Linked DNA regions of Oryctolagus cuniculus: region 2 is linked to region 1. A link is a contact called in public Micro-C data. All regions are on one chromosome and are shown on one strand. Each heading gives the region's core, a stretch centred on a gene start, on an enhancer-like site or on the middle of the called end of the contact. The rest is flanking DNA. Distances are from core to core; before and after follow the strand shown. Region 1 holds the start of APP (amyloid beta precursor protein). Region 2 overlaps APP (amyloid beta precursor protein).

Evidence for each region. A called contact is a pair of places that touch in the nucleus more often than the background predicts.
Region 2: a contact with region 1 is called in a Micro-C map of ear pinna, with 12 times the contacts expected there. The contact joins the enhancer-like site here to the promoter of APP in region 1. A contact is called at or near these places in 3 of 6 Hi-C or Micro-C datasets (ear pinna, psoas muscle and an unstated tissue).

Annotation. Positions count from the first base shown.
Region 1 is chr4:19,686,450-19,693,150 of mOryCun1.1, reverse strand. It overlaps APP (amyloid beta precursor protein), which reads right to left and starts at 2,379. Exons shown (of 18, transcript NM_001195669.1): 1 at 2,202-2,379. The coding sequence starts at 2,258.
Region 2 is chr4:19,954,559-19,961,512 of mOryCun1.1, reverse strand. It overlaps APP (amyloid beta precursor protein), which reads right to left. Exons shown (of 18, transcript NM_001195669.1): 18 at 1-747. The coding sequence ends at 646. Among named protein-coding and RNA genes, the nearest start is that of ATP5PF, 200 kb to the left of the region's middle. Within about 2 kb of position 2,967, at least 4 of the 8 cell types and tissues checked have an H3K27ac peak or open chromatin away from gene starts, as enhancers often do. A contact at or near this core is called in ear pinna, where this site is marked.

The DNA.
Region 1 (6,701 bases), core at 1,130-3,629:
GCGCTTCCCAAGGCGCGGCCCCACGATCCTTGCCTTTAATACTTCTGTGCTACGGACACCTGCAGCAGACCTGTTTTCCAAGCTCTGGTTAAATTCCCTGTGAACCTCATTAGCGTGACTTGCCCACCCTCTACCAACACTTTGCAAATGGATTAATGGGAATCTCACCTGCACCCTTGAAAGGAAGGAGATGACAACAACCCGTGGAAATATCCAGTAGCATAGCAGAAAAAGCCAAGAAACGCAATCAAACAGCCCCCAAATTAGAACTGAAGCATAGGTGCCTACAGGCTGCTGCTTTTTATGAGAAAAAAAATTGCTCAAGAAAGTTAAATACTTGTTCTGATAAAAGCTTCAAAAATAATTGTTGTGATATGCTTTTAATGATTTAATTGTGTTTTCAAATTTGCAAGTTAGAGAATCAGGCAAAAGTGAAATAATTATACAAATGTCATCAGATAGAAAATACATTCTCTAAAAATATGGAAAACCAAATTCTTGGACTCTTTAAAAAAATAATAAAAACCGATCTTAAGTAGCCTTAAGGTGATTCTTGAGGCACTTGTGGGTAAAAACCAGAGAGGAAAAAAGTTCAATGACCTTGCAAATTACGGACCAAGAAACTGTAATAGTGTGATTGCACAGCTTCGGTGGAACTGCAGGAAAACACTAGTCCGGAAATTGCTTTTTTGGAAAATTACTATGAGGTAGGGGGGAAAGGGGGGGGGGGACTGGGAGGGGAGGCTGCACTAGTTAAGACAGGGAGCAAAACCGATGCAAAATGCAACCTCCTCTGCCCCAACTGTCAAGCAAACAACTTCGGAGCATCTTTAGATAAAAAGAAAAGCAGTCATTTGCAGGGCGTTCGCTGAAGGTTCGCGAGTTGGATGAATGGGGCAGACTTGTTATACACCTAGTGGTGGGTGGATTTCACCAGGCTGCAGCCTCCTCGCAGCTTTTCTCTGCTGCACTGCAGAGGCGCCATCTTCTCCGTCTTAATCTTCACTCAATTCAATCCTTTTATCTGCACCCTAAAAAAAGAGACCCTGCGGACCTCCCCAGCATCCTGCGCCCCCGGGGGGACTCAACCAGAGTCCCCAGAGCTGCCAGGCGGGAGGCCGCGCCTTAATCAGACAAACGCCTCCTTTGATGCCCAGGAGGGGAGAGCCCGTGCCTCCCCATCACCCGCCACTGCCCTTTGCCAGACGCACAGCCCGCTCTCCGCGCACTCCTCCCCCAAGGACTCTGCAGCCCAGCACGGAACACACACGCCCGGGAGGCGATTCGGGGCTGGGAAGCCGAGAGGCCCCAGGGCTCGCCCGGAGAAGCCCCAGCCCCCTCCCGGGCGGACACGCAGCGCCGGGAGCCTCCGTGGCGCACGGAGACCCCCGCGGCTCAGCCACCGCGCCCCGGCCCGCCAGGGCGGAGTGCGGCGGCTTTTGTTCCCGGGACCCTTCCTCTCCCTTTTTGGGGAAGCAGCCGAAGGGGCGAGCGAACGCCCGGGACGCCCAGGCTTCGGGCTGGCTCTGGGTCTCCGACCCCTCCCATCTCTCGCAACTTAACACAAAAGGGAGACGCAGAAATGCTCAAAGTTTGCCTGCGGAAGGCGGTGCGCGACCCCGACGCCGGCCCCGGCCAGGGGGGCCGCCGCCGGCAGCCGGCAAGGGGAATGAGGAGATTTGGGCAAGGAAGGGAGTGGGGGGCGGGAAAGGAAGGTGAAACGGGGCGGAGGAGGCAGAGAGAAGCGAGGGGGGCCCCCGGTTTCCCAAGCGGTCCCGGGGCCTCAGAGAAAGCCAAGGGCACGGATTTCAGACCCCGGATCCGGGGACGCTGCGTTTTCGGCTTTTCCCCCACGTGCTCCCTTCCCCTTCCCCCATCTGGACGCCTCTCGCCTTTCCCAGCCCCCGCTCGCGAGGTAAGGACTGAGTCGGGGTCCAGCATTAGCGTCGACCCTTCCCCTTCTCGCCCGTGAACAGGGGTGCCCGGTCGCCCAGCCGACCCCTCGCCTCCGAGGGCTGGAGCGCGCGTCCCCAGGGCAGGGCTGGGCCGAGGGCGGGATGCGCAGGGCACCAGCGAGCGGAGGTGGAGGGCAGCGGGGTCCCCGCGACCACCCCAGACTTCTCCGTATTAGAGACTGGGGGGGGGTAATGTCCCCCCGCCACACACACACACCCAACCCCCTTCCGAGGCGCGGCACCCACCTCCAGCGCCCGAGCCGTCCAGGCGGCCAGCAGGAGCAGTGCCAAACCGGGCAGCATCGCGACCCTGCGCGGGGCACCGAGTGCGCTGCTCTGCGAGTGGGATCCGCCGCGCCCTTGCTCTGCCCGCGCCGCCGCCGCCGCCGTCTCCAGGGGTCCCGCACCAGCGCTGCTCCGTGTGCTCTCGCCTACCGCCGCTGAGGAAACTGACGAAGCCGGAGTGCGGCGGCAGGGCTCGCAGCCCGGAGAGTCAGCTGATCCGGCCCGCCCCGCTCGGCACCCGAGAGAGACCCCTAGCGGAGCCGCCGGGGAGCTGCGCCCGCTCACGCCCGCAGGGGCCCGCGCCCCCGGCGCCCACAGGTGCAGCGCTGTGGGCGCCGCGCCAGCGCCCCGCGCTCCTCCCTCGCCGGCCGGCGCCCACCTGGGAACAGTGGGAGGGAGAGTCCTGGGCCAGGAGAGGGACGGTGCGCAATCGGGGGAAGGTGAGTCCTAGGACGTCTGGGCTCCAGAAAAGTCGGGAGCGCTCCCTGCTCGCTCCCGAGAGCTTGAATCAGCCGACCCCGCAGGCCTCCCGGGGACGTCGTATAAAGGGCTGCTGCTGGGCTGCGTCTTGATCCGCATTTCGGTTTTTGTACCGACTTGGAGAGGTGGGGCAGGCGTTTCTGGGAGAGAATGGGAGCAGGAGAGGCTTCAAGGCACTAGGATGTCTTTGCTTGTTCAGAGAGCAAAAGCCTCATTTTTTTTTTTTTTTCATGTCAAAAGCAGCCGGCAGCAACCTGGAATGTCTATCTTTAGATTGAACCAAAGGAGAAAAAGCTGTGGACCTAGGCAAGAATCGGGCGACCCATTTACTTCTTCCTGAAAGACGGGGTTTTGTGTTATTTTTTTTTCTTTTTGCATTTATGTTCGTTTTACCTTCTTTTCTTTTCTTTTCTTTTCTTTTTTTTTTTTTTTTTTTCCGAGAAAGGGACTGTCAGTGACCTCGCCTTCGGTCCTTGTTCTCCCTGTGTCTGCTCAGAGTTAACAGAAGTGAACCTTCCGCAAAGCCACTGCTCCTTGATTACATACAAACAGGCCAGTGCGCAGGGTCCAGCTAGTCTAGAATGATCTGGAACCTCCCAGATGTGTCCCCTGCTCCTGAGCTGAAGTAGCGCGTGTCACCGAGGCTACAAGTCCGCAGGGGCTGGCGGGTGGGAGGCGGTGAAGCCGGGGAGGACTCTGGCCCTTCCCACGAGCTGCACTGCAGCCTGTGGTTCCTGTCACCTGTTTGGTGCACTGCTGGACAGTGTCCAGCCAAGGGGGCTGCAGACTTTCTTCCTGAGGAGTGGGCATTTATCTCCCAGCTCCCTTCCATGTCATCTTCTCTCTTCCCCTGCCCCAGGTGTTCAGTCCTGACTCACTGTCCTTTGTCCTCAGCAAATGGTCACAAATGCTTGTTTCCATGCAATATGGGTTTACGTGCTTCATGCCGTTTCCCACCTGCAAAAGTGAGGCAGGCCCCTTACTGGCATTCCTGTTTGTAAGTCAGGAAACTGAAGCTATTGAACCCCTCCCACATCTGACAGCAAGTGAATGACAGGAGGAGAGGCAGCAAGGAACAGGCTACAGGAAGAACCCAGCTTGGACTCTCCATAGCCCGCTGCTTCCCGTACGCATTTACCTACAACCAAGATTTCCAATCTGTCTCAGGCTTCTTTGAGGAAAAAAAAAAAAAGCCCCAAGAGAAGACCCCTGGAAGGTGCAGCAACAGCTATACATTTTGCAGGGTTTGGTGCAAAATGAAAATATGGGCTCTTTGTTCCAAAATTAGGAACCCTAGGATGGCAACAGCAGACGCGCCACGTGTGGGCTGCTGCTGGGTGCAGGGCCTGTGAGACCACACAGGTTGCACATCCATAAATCCGGGCCTGAGAGGGAGGAAGTAGCTTTCAAGAATAACAGATGCTGCTGGAGCATGAAATTCAAACACACAGAGATGAGGTTATAATCTATAAAAATTGGAGTTCTTCGATGTCGCGGTTTCCAGTGCTGGAATTCACCACACTCACACATTGCCTGGTCGAGATGTTCCCTACGGGACGATGCCTCGCTGCTGACCTTGTTAGAACGCTGGGTGTTCTCCATGTGTTGTCCTGAGATCCCAAGCTTTTTACATTTCTCTTCTGCATTTAATGGCCATTGCCTGCCCTGAGGATCTTCCAGAATCCTTTAGCCAGAGCTACAGGCCCAGCGCTAGCCAGAGCCCTAGGAAGCCGGGGAAGGGGCCAAGCATCAGCTTGATCCCCACGTCATCATCATCCCCAGCCTTGGCTCTTGCATTCCTCCATGTGGGAGACATTCACTAGCTCCTCAGTCAGCACATTCTTAGAACAGTCTGGTTACTAGAAAATTCTTCACCCATTGAAAGCCTACATCTCTTTCTTTGAAACTCCCACTCAGATATTCTCGCTGCATCCCCGGTGACCAGGCAGGGCAATTCTTCCCCACACTGCAGATCGTCACAGATTTGCCAGGAGTTCTCATGCTGCTTTTGCCTCCGGAATCCTCTCCTTACAAGATGGAACAGGCACTTCCTTCAGTAGTTGCATCAGCAGCGTAGCTTCTGGTTCCTTCCCCGCCCTGTGTTCTGGTATGTCTACGTGCAATACTTCAAGCATACTCCAACCACTGCAGTGTGGAATAGTCTGTCTAGTGCTGCTTCAGTCTGCAGCCTAACATTCCAGGTGAATTTTTTTTTCTTTAGCAGCTACATCGGACTCCGGTTGGTCACATGTACTACCAAATCTCCCATTTGTATTTCCTGCATAATTCGGCTGAGGTTCTGACTCCCAGCCCCTCAAAATGGAGCTGTGTTTCGAGACAGGATTTTCTCATCTATTAAGATTTTTATTTATTTGTTTGAAAAAGTTACAGAGAGAGAGAGAGAAATTCCACCTGCTGGTGCACTCCACAGTTGGCTGTTATGGTAGAACTGGGCCAGGCCAAAGCCAAGAGCCAAGAACATCTTCCAGGTCTCCTACGTGGGTAGCATGGGCCCAAGCACATGGGCCATCCTCTGCCACTTTCCCCAGGCCATTAGCAGGGAGCTGGATCAGAAGTGGAGGAGACATGAACTAACACCCATAAGGGATATCAGCATTGCTGTCTATGGCTTTATTCGTTACACCACTGGCCCTGGAGATAGGGGTCTTTACAGAGATAACGGAGTTAAAATTAGGTCATTAGGTGGAGTCCTAACCCAGTCCCAGTATGACCAGTGTCCTCATAAGAAGAAATGAGGACACACGAACCTGCAGAGGAAGGACTCTGTAAAGACACAAAGAGATGGCATCTGCAGCCAAGAAGAGGGCCCTCAGAGGACACCAACCCAGCTGACACTTTTATCTCGGACTTCCATCCTCCAGAATGCAAGAACACAACTTTCTGTTGCTGAAGCCACCCAACCCGCTGTATTTTATCAGGCCAGCCCTAACAAGCAATAAGGGGCTCACGGTCTTCCTCACACTTAACAATGTCTTTCGGTGATGTTCACGGCACACAGACAAGATGACAGGGTATAGCAGTCCACAACTGTGGTCACCTAGTGACTAGCATGGTCCTGTCCTGGCTTAGACCTTGCCTAGACTCTGCCAGGGCCTGCCAGTTAACACTGGCTCTCAACTCAGCAATTCTTAGGTGAGTACCTCAGTAACACTGTGCTAATCAAAGGCCCAGATTTGTGGGTGATTTGCTTTTTACTTATGCCCAAGGATGAAATGACTTTTTACACTTTCCCTTTTTAAAAGGAAAAAAAATGTGGAACATTTTATCAAAGCCAAAACTTGTATTGGTATTTAAAGTCTGTGTCAAGAAGTGGATATTTAGCACAGCAGTTAGTATCAGAGTGCCTCCATTCCAGTACTTTTTTTTATTTTTATTTTTATTTTATTTTATTTTGATGGCCTATGGCCATGGCCAGCACTCAATGACAAGCATTGTCGTTTAATGACAAGCATTGAAGCTGAGGCATGGTACTGGTACAGAAACAGATGGATAGACCAATGGAACAGAATTGAAACACCAGAAATCAACCCAAACATCTACAGCCAACTTATATTTGATCAAGGATCTAAAACTAATTCCTGGAGCAAGGACAGTCTATTCAATAAATGGTGCTGGGAAAATTGGATTTCCACGTGCAGAATCATGAAGCAAGACCCCTACCTTACACCTTACACAAAAATCCACTCCACATGGATTAAAGACCTAAATCTACGACCTGACACCATCAAGTTACTAGAGAACATTGGAGAAACCCTTCAAGATATTGGCACAGGCAAAGAATTTCTGGAAAAGACCCGGGAGGCACAGGCAGTCAAAGCCAAAATCAACTATTGGGATTGCATCAAATTGAGAAGTTTCTGTACTGCAAAAGAAACAGTGAGGAGAGTGAAAAGACAACCGACAGAATGAGAAAAAATATTTGCAAACTATGCAACAGACAAAGGGTTAATAACCAGAATC
Region 2 (6,954 bases), core at 1,718-4,217, 270 kb before region 1:
AAGATACATGGACAAAAAAAGTTGAAATTCTCAATGCCTAATGTGTGCATATAAAACAGGCACAAAGAAATAAACGTGTATCCTCTTATTTCCTATATCACAAATATAGCAGAAGCAGCAATCTGTACAGTAAAATGCAATCATGGAAAGAAATTCTTGAAGTCATCTGGAATACTTAAAAATGTTTCAAATGCATAGTGATCAGGAAAAGAATACTTAGGCAAGAGAAGCAGCTAAACTCCCACGCTCACAGGAAGCACCCCCCATCGATTCTTAAAGCATATTTCAAGTAGGGCTTAATTGGGTCACAAACCACAAGAATAATATACAACTGGCTAAGGGGCTATGTGATAAATAATCAGGAATCTATTCATGCACTAATTTGATACAGTTAAATTCTTTACAGTACACAAAACCCATTAATAATGTAGTATGGTGACCAAAATGTCAAGAGAAAATACATTACTGATCTGTATATTAATTCAAGTTCAGGCATCTACTTGTGTTACAGCACAGCTGTCAAAAGGCGATAATGAGTAAATAATAAAACCGAAGGGCTTGTTTCTTTCCACATTATAAATGAACACCGATGGGTAGTGAAGCAATGGTTTGCTGTCCAACGTCAGAGGCTGCTGTGGCGGTTGTCTAGTTCTGCATCTGCTCGAAGAACTTGTAGGTTGGGTTCTCATAGCCGTTCTGCTGCATCTTGGAGAGGTGGCGCTCCTCAGGGGTCACAGCTGCGTCAACCTGAAAAGCAGGGATGAGCATTGAATTAAAAATCTTGTAAGAGTGCACAATGCAGCACCGGCACTGTGGGTTCACTTGGTTAATCCTCCACCTGCAGTGCCGGCATCCCATATGGGCGCCGGGTTCTAGTCCCAGCTGCGCCTCTTCCAGTCCAGCTCTCTGCTGTGGCCCTGGAGGGCAGTGGAGGATGGCCCAAGTCCTTGGGCCCTGCACCCGCATGGGAGACCAGGAGGAAGCATCTGGCTCCTGGCTTCGGATGGGCACAGCGCCAGCCGTGGTGGCCTTTAGGGGAGTGAACCATTGGATGGAAGACCTTTCTAACTCTACCTGTCAAATAAAAAAAGTGCACAGTGCAATACCTGTGCACAGTACTGGCAGAGCCGTAAAAAGGAGTGTGCTACTCTTCTTTTGCAAAGATTGCAGAACACTGAGGATTTTTCTCCTTTCCTCCTGAACCTTGACTTAGAGCAGAGTGCCTTTGCCACGAGTTATGTATATGTTTCCTCTCGCCACCAGGTGGCGCCGAGAGCCTTGACTGCAAAGTGCTCATTGGTTGCTGTTGCTTCAACACAACAGTAACTGGGTAACTCCCTGTTTGCTTAATAAGGTTGAAGAGCTATGATGGAAGGCTGTTTTACTTCAGAGTATGGTGGTTACCTAGAAAGAAAGGCAAGAGCCTCACAGAAAGGGATTCAGTAGAACAGACTGGGTGACACCCAGAGCCATGTAGAAAAACCACTGTTTCTTAAACTGCTATTCGCCCATCTTCATCAAATGTCACAAATGTCAGGTCTGACAGTCTTAATAACTAAAACAATGGTAGGGGTGGGTGTTTAGAGCAGTGGTTATGACACCACTTGGGATGACCCCATCCCATGTGTGAATGAGTCCCAGCTCCACTCTAGATTTCTGCCCCCTGTTGATGTGCACCCTGGGAGGCAGAGGCGATGGCTCAAGTACACAGGTCCCTACCAAACATGTGGGAGGCCTGGATGGAGTTCTGGACTTCTGGCTTCAGGGTGGCCCAGCCAGGCCTGCTGTTGTGGGATTTGGGGAGTGAACCAGTGAGTGGAAGATCTTTGTCTTGCACTCTGTATGTAGCCCCTTAGCATCCTACAGCCCTTGGGGCTTAGCTCAGAAAAAGACTTCCTATAATCAAAACCAGCAAGTCTTCCCTAAATTCTTCTTTTATTGTGCCAAGTAGTAGCCCCCTTGATATGCACACATCACTTCAAATTTTAAAAATTGAAAGGTACAGAGACACATACTATACTTCTCCCAGTATAGAGAAGAGAGAAGGTATTTAATTTTGCTGAATGAATTAAAAAATTTCCTACTGGAACCACTGGCAGGCCAAGAGAATACACACACACACACACACGTCATGAGGAGGAACAAGCATGTTTCCTATAGCAATGTGCTGATGCACCAAGCAGACGGTTTTCCTCTCAAGGGATATTCTCCAGTGTGTGCATGATGAAACTGGCCTCCCACCTCATTTCTAGACTGCTGCAGGCCCTTTCCCTACCACTTAGGAGTTGTCAACTGACATTTGGCATCTTGTGCAGCCTTGTTCCCTGACAGCCCATCTGGCCTGGCTCTGAGAGCACACAGCCGCCCCACTGCAGCGGTGCCTCTGAACCAAGCCTGGGAAAACTGCCAGAGAGCACATGGTGTGGGCGCCAGGACTCAGGCCTGGGGCTGGAGTGGGGATGCCATGACTACGCCCCACAGGCTAGCAAGTAAATAATCAGGTTCCGCTGTGGGCCTCTGCACGACCCCACTTCATGGACCGACTGGCAGTTTAGTCTGGGCAGGAAGTGGAATCCCCTTGACTAAGCTCAGGCAGCTGGAACAGACACACATCTGGCTTCCTTGTGCCTCTGCACAGTGTTTCCTCCATGGGGTGTCCTGATTCTTAAAGGTTCTTTCACAGAAGGACAGCATGCCCCCCATTAACTGTCACCTGCAGCCACATCCTTGGTGAGTTCAAGGACAGGGCTGGGCGTTTCTCCCTCAGAACAATGTTGCCAACAATCGCTCCCCAAGAGCCACACTCTCTCAAGGAGCTGTTGCGCATCACCACCCTTGGGAAGTCACTCGCAGGTGTATTCCCCACCCCTTCCTCTTTCTTTCTTCTGCATCCTTGTCAACAAATGAGCTCACCTGGCTCCCCTGGGAATTGCATCATTAGCCACAGGCTTGTGAAATTCAACCACCTCCGTGAAAGGTGAGCAGGAGGAATTCCATTCAAGCTCTGACCTGTTTGGCAGGGCCTGTCTGCAGCAGTATGTGCCTTGCATTCGGGTATCTGTTTGCATCACCTCCTAACTGAGATTTTGGGGAATGTCAGGGTTAAAAAAATTAACTTGTTTAGTACAAAATGGCTGTACTTTTGCAGGGAGGAAAAACCCTAATGCTGGTTGGTTGTTGGAATATCATAGTTTTATCTCCTGCAAGAGGCACATCAGCGTTCACACCGGCTGCCAGTAACTATTTGCAGGGAACACCTGGAAGTTTAGTAGCTTTACCTCCTCTTCAAATTCCAAAGCCGCTTAGAGCCCTGCTGGAAATGCAATGCTCAGAGGTCGGTGTGCAATCAAGCACCTGACTTCTTGGGGCCTTGGTTCTTCTAGCAAATTCTCGTTAACCTTTGCCACTGGGAGGGCAGCAAAGTCTTGCTATTCCTGCTGTGGGGCGGCTTGGCCCTCAGACTTCAAGGGGCTCAGGAGCTACAGAAGGGGATTATCTGCACAGGATGGCACCCAAGGAGGCTACGCTATGTCTTTTTATCCCTGATCTCCTTAAAGAAGAGAAAAACCCAAGAATCCACATCTATGGATAAAGCTACCACTCGAGGGTGAACCTTCCTCTTCATCAAGGCTCATCAAGCCCTTCTTGGTGGCTAAGCCACAGCAGTGACATGGGCCACCATACAAAGGCCAGCCACGTGGTGACCCTGTGCAGACAAGGTCCCTGCACCAACGCAGCAAAATCATTTCCTTAAAGCAGAGTCGGGGAGGTTTGATTGAGTAGTGATTGTTCTGGAAGCAATGATGAACAAAGAGGTCAGGGACAGATCCCGGACCCTACCCCCAGACAGGAGCATCTGTCAGTGGCTGAGACGAAAACATCCATGCACACCACCTCTGAATGTTCAGTCTGGACTGCCTAGGTTGGACAGCAGTGGTGACTGACCTGAAGACTTCATTTGGCTCGTGGTGCCATGCATTGCATCTTCCAGAGAGACCTGGGGCTCCCTGTACTGTGCTGCAGTGTGGCTGCACACATTGGAAAGAGCTGAGTCCAAACAGCCTGACTGACCTCGTCCTAAAATAGCTTCGACTAGAACTGCTGAATACCCTTTGGTTTATGTCCCTTGCACATCTCTTTCTCCCTAAACTTGACTCTTGGGATGGCTTCACCATAACCGGAGGAATTTATAGTGCAACTACCAGATCGTCCAGATACAACAGTCTCTCTCGATTTAGTTTTGCTGCATTACTGTGGTGTCAGGAGTATTCAGCTGGGGATGGAATCTTGCAGGAGGGGCAGTGAACACTAAATCATATGACGTGCAGTAAAAGCAGCAGGATGTGTATCACTGATGTCCCCACAAACATGGCACCAAGTTGGGCCAAACAACAGGGATCCAGCCTGAGATTTAACCCCTGACACCCTCTCCGGCTGCTCTACAACCAGTTAGTACCTGCCAGGTGCCTCGATCCTGGAGGGTCAAGTTCTTGCTAGGAAGAAAGAACCTCTCAAGACATTTTGATGGTGTTCATATGTCAGGAAAAGTCACATGCCATGACTCCGCAGAAAGCTAAATCAAGCAACACTGTCTCTAAGCACGAGAGGTTTCCTGGAGACCAGGGCTTCCATGGCATCTTGTTCAGCCAGCAATGGTGTCAAGTGCAACGGTGTTCTCTCCCGGGAGGGGGAAGGAAATTACTCATTTTATTCTTAGTGAATCAGAAGTGCTCATTAATGAAGCAGGTTAACCACAGCTGGACATAAATAATTCCATGTGTGGTCATCCCCTGGTACCCAGAGGGGGCTGGTCCCAGGTTCTCCTTCAGATATCAAAATTCATGGATACTCAAGTGTCTTATATAATGCGGTGTAGTATTTGCATGTAACCCACACATATCCTCCTGTATGCTTTAAATCATCTTTGGTTACTTAATACCTAATATAATAGAAAAGCTATATAAATAGCTCTTATATGGCATTGTTTTGGGAATAATGACAAGAAAAAGTCTGGGCAGTTTGGTTATAGACACTTTTTTTCTCCCAAATACTTTTGATACTTGGTTGGCTGATTTCTGTGGATGGGGAACCTGTGGACACAGGGGGCTGATGCGCCTGAGGGTGGAAGAGGCAGGTAAGGCAGGGTGAACTGTGTGTTCCCCTTCCAATGTGTGCAGGTGGGGCACTTCCAACCAGTGCTGAATCCGGGGTGCTCTGGGAGAAAGGGTGATCAGAAACCTCACAGCACTGCGCTCCCCCTGGGAACTCTGGGTGTCCAAGATCTACCACCCTAGAGAGGCTATACCTCCTAAGGGCAGCAGACAGTTCCGTAGGTGAAGTTCTAGCCAACACTGATGGACAAAGGGTCACTACAGAAGGTCTGGAAAGAGGGAACAGAGGATGCTGTCCAGGCTCTGGACAACATCTTTCTTTAAGGAAGAAGAAACGCAACACCACAAACAAGGTGAGGCACTCAATCTACAACAGTGTGTCAAGCTTGCTGTCAATTAGACAGCAAAGGGAGTCTTGCAGAAGAGCTTGACAAGGGTCCTCCCTCTGTTTTGCTCCTTCCAAAGTCTCTAAGCTTAAAAAATGTTATTTTTCTCCCCTAGAATCTGGGTTAAAGCCTCTAGTTCTCCACTGACATTTCAAGTCCAAGGAGACAGTTCTTGGGAACTGACCAAAAGAAATGTCTAACCCAGGCAGGTCTGGAGGAGTGCTGATTAAAAGGCGCCTCGTTACCTCTTAGACAAGAGATAGCATTTTTTCCTGTCAAGCTTTGCTGAGGGAGTAACTAGAAGGAGGTGAAATACTGAGTGGATCTCAAAACTGACCAGTGTTGTCTGGGTCAGCTGGGAGAATTTTAACACTTTGCTTTCCTGCTTCCTGTTCGGGAATTCTGTTTTCCTAGGTCTGGGGTGGGACCTGGGCATGTGGCCTCGCAGAATAGCACCTGGGAAGTCTCACGCACAGCAAAGCACAGAGCCCCTTCTGCTCAGCGTCACCGGGCTCGGTGTTGGCTGACCTTGCCCCTTTGTATTCCTCTATTCCATGTGACTGTATGAAGAGATGGGGCATTTACAGAGGCTAAATAAGGCTCAATGAGGTTATGAGGCTTCTAATCCAGTATGACTAGGGTCCTTAAAAGAAGAGGAATGTGGCTGGGGCTGTGGCCTAGCAGGTAAAGCAGCTGCCTGCAGTGCCAGCATCCCATATGGCCACCAGTTCAAGTCCCAGCTGCTCCACTTCCGATCCGGCTCTCTGCTATGGCTTTGGGAAAGCAGTAGAAGATGGCCCTAGTGCTTGGGCCTCTGCACCCATGTGGAAAGACCTGGCCGAAGCTTCTAGCTCTGGCTTCGGATCAGCGCAGCTCCAGCCAACTGGGGAGTGAACCAGTGGATGGAAGGCCCTCCCCACCCCCCGCCTCTCCTTCTTTCTCTCTGTAACTCTATATATAAAAAAAAGAGTAGGAGATAAGGCCACAGAACACAAAGACCAAGTGAAGACAGAGGGAGAAGGTCCATCTGCAAGCCAAAGAGGCCACAGAAGACACCAAACCAGCCGACACCTTGATTTCTGCCTTCCCGGCCAAGAACTGCGCGTAAATTAATTTCTGACATTTATGCTCCTGATCTTTGCTATGGAATCCAAGAGAAGCTCTTGGGCCTCTGGCATCAAAGACGTAATTTACTTGATAGAAATCGTGCAGACAGGAAGCTGCCTCTTGGCAGACTCCTCAAGTCAAGGCAGTTATGTTAAAGAGCATTTTGAAACTTAAGTACAAGAATATTTCAAAAAGCTTATGGACAATTAAAAGATGGGCTTATTTTTGCACAGAAAAGGTTTGAAATACACATACAGATAGCCTTTTTGTAATATTCATTTTCCACAAAAAGTTTGAAGTCCTCATATGGGGAAACATTTTTGCCCGAACATGGCATTGAAGTGAAATAA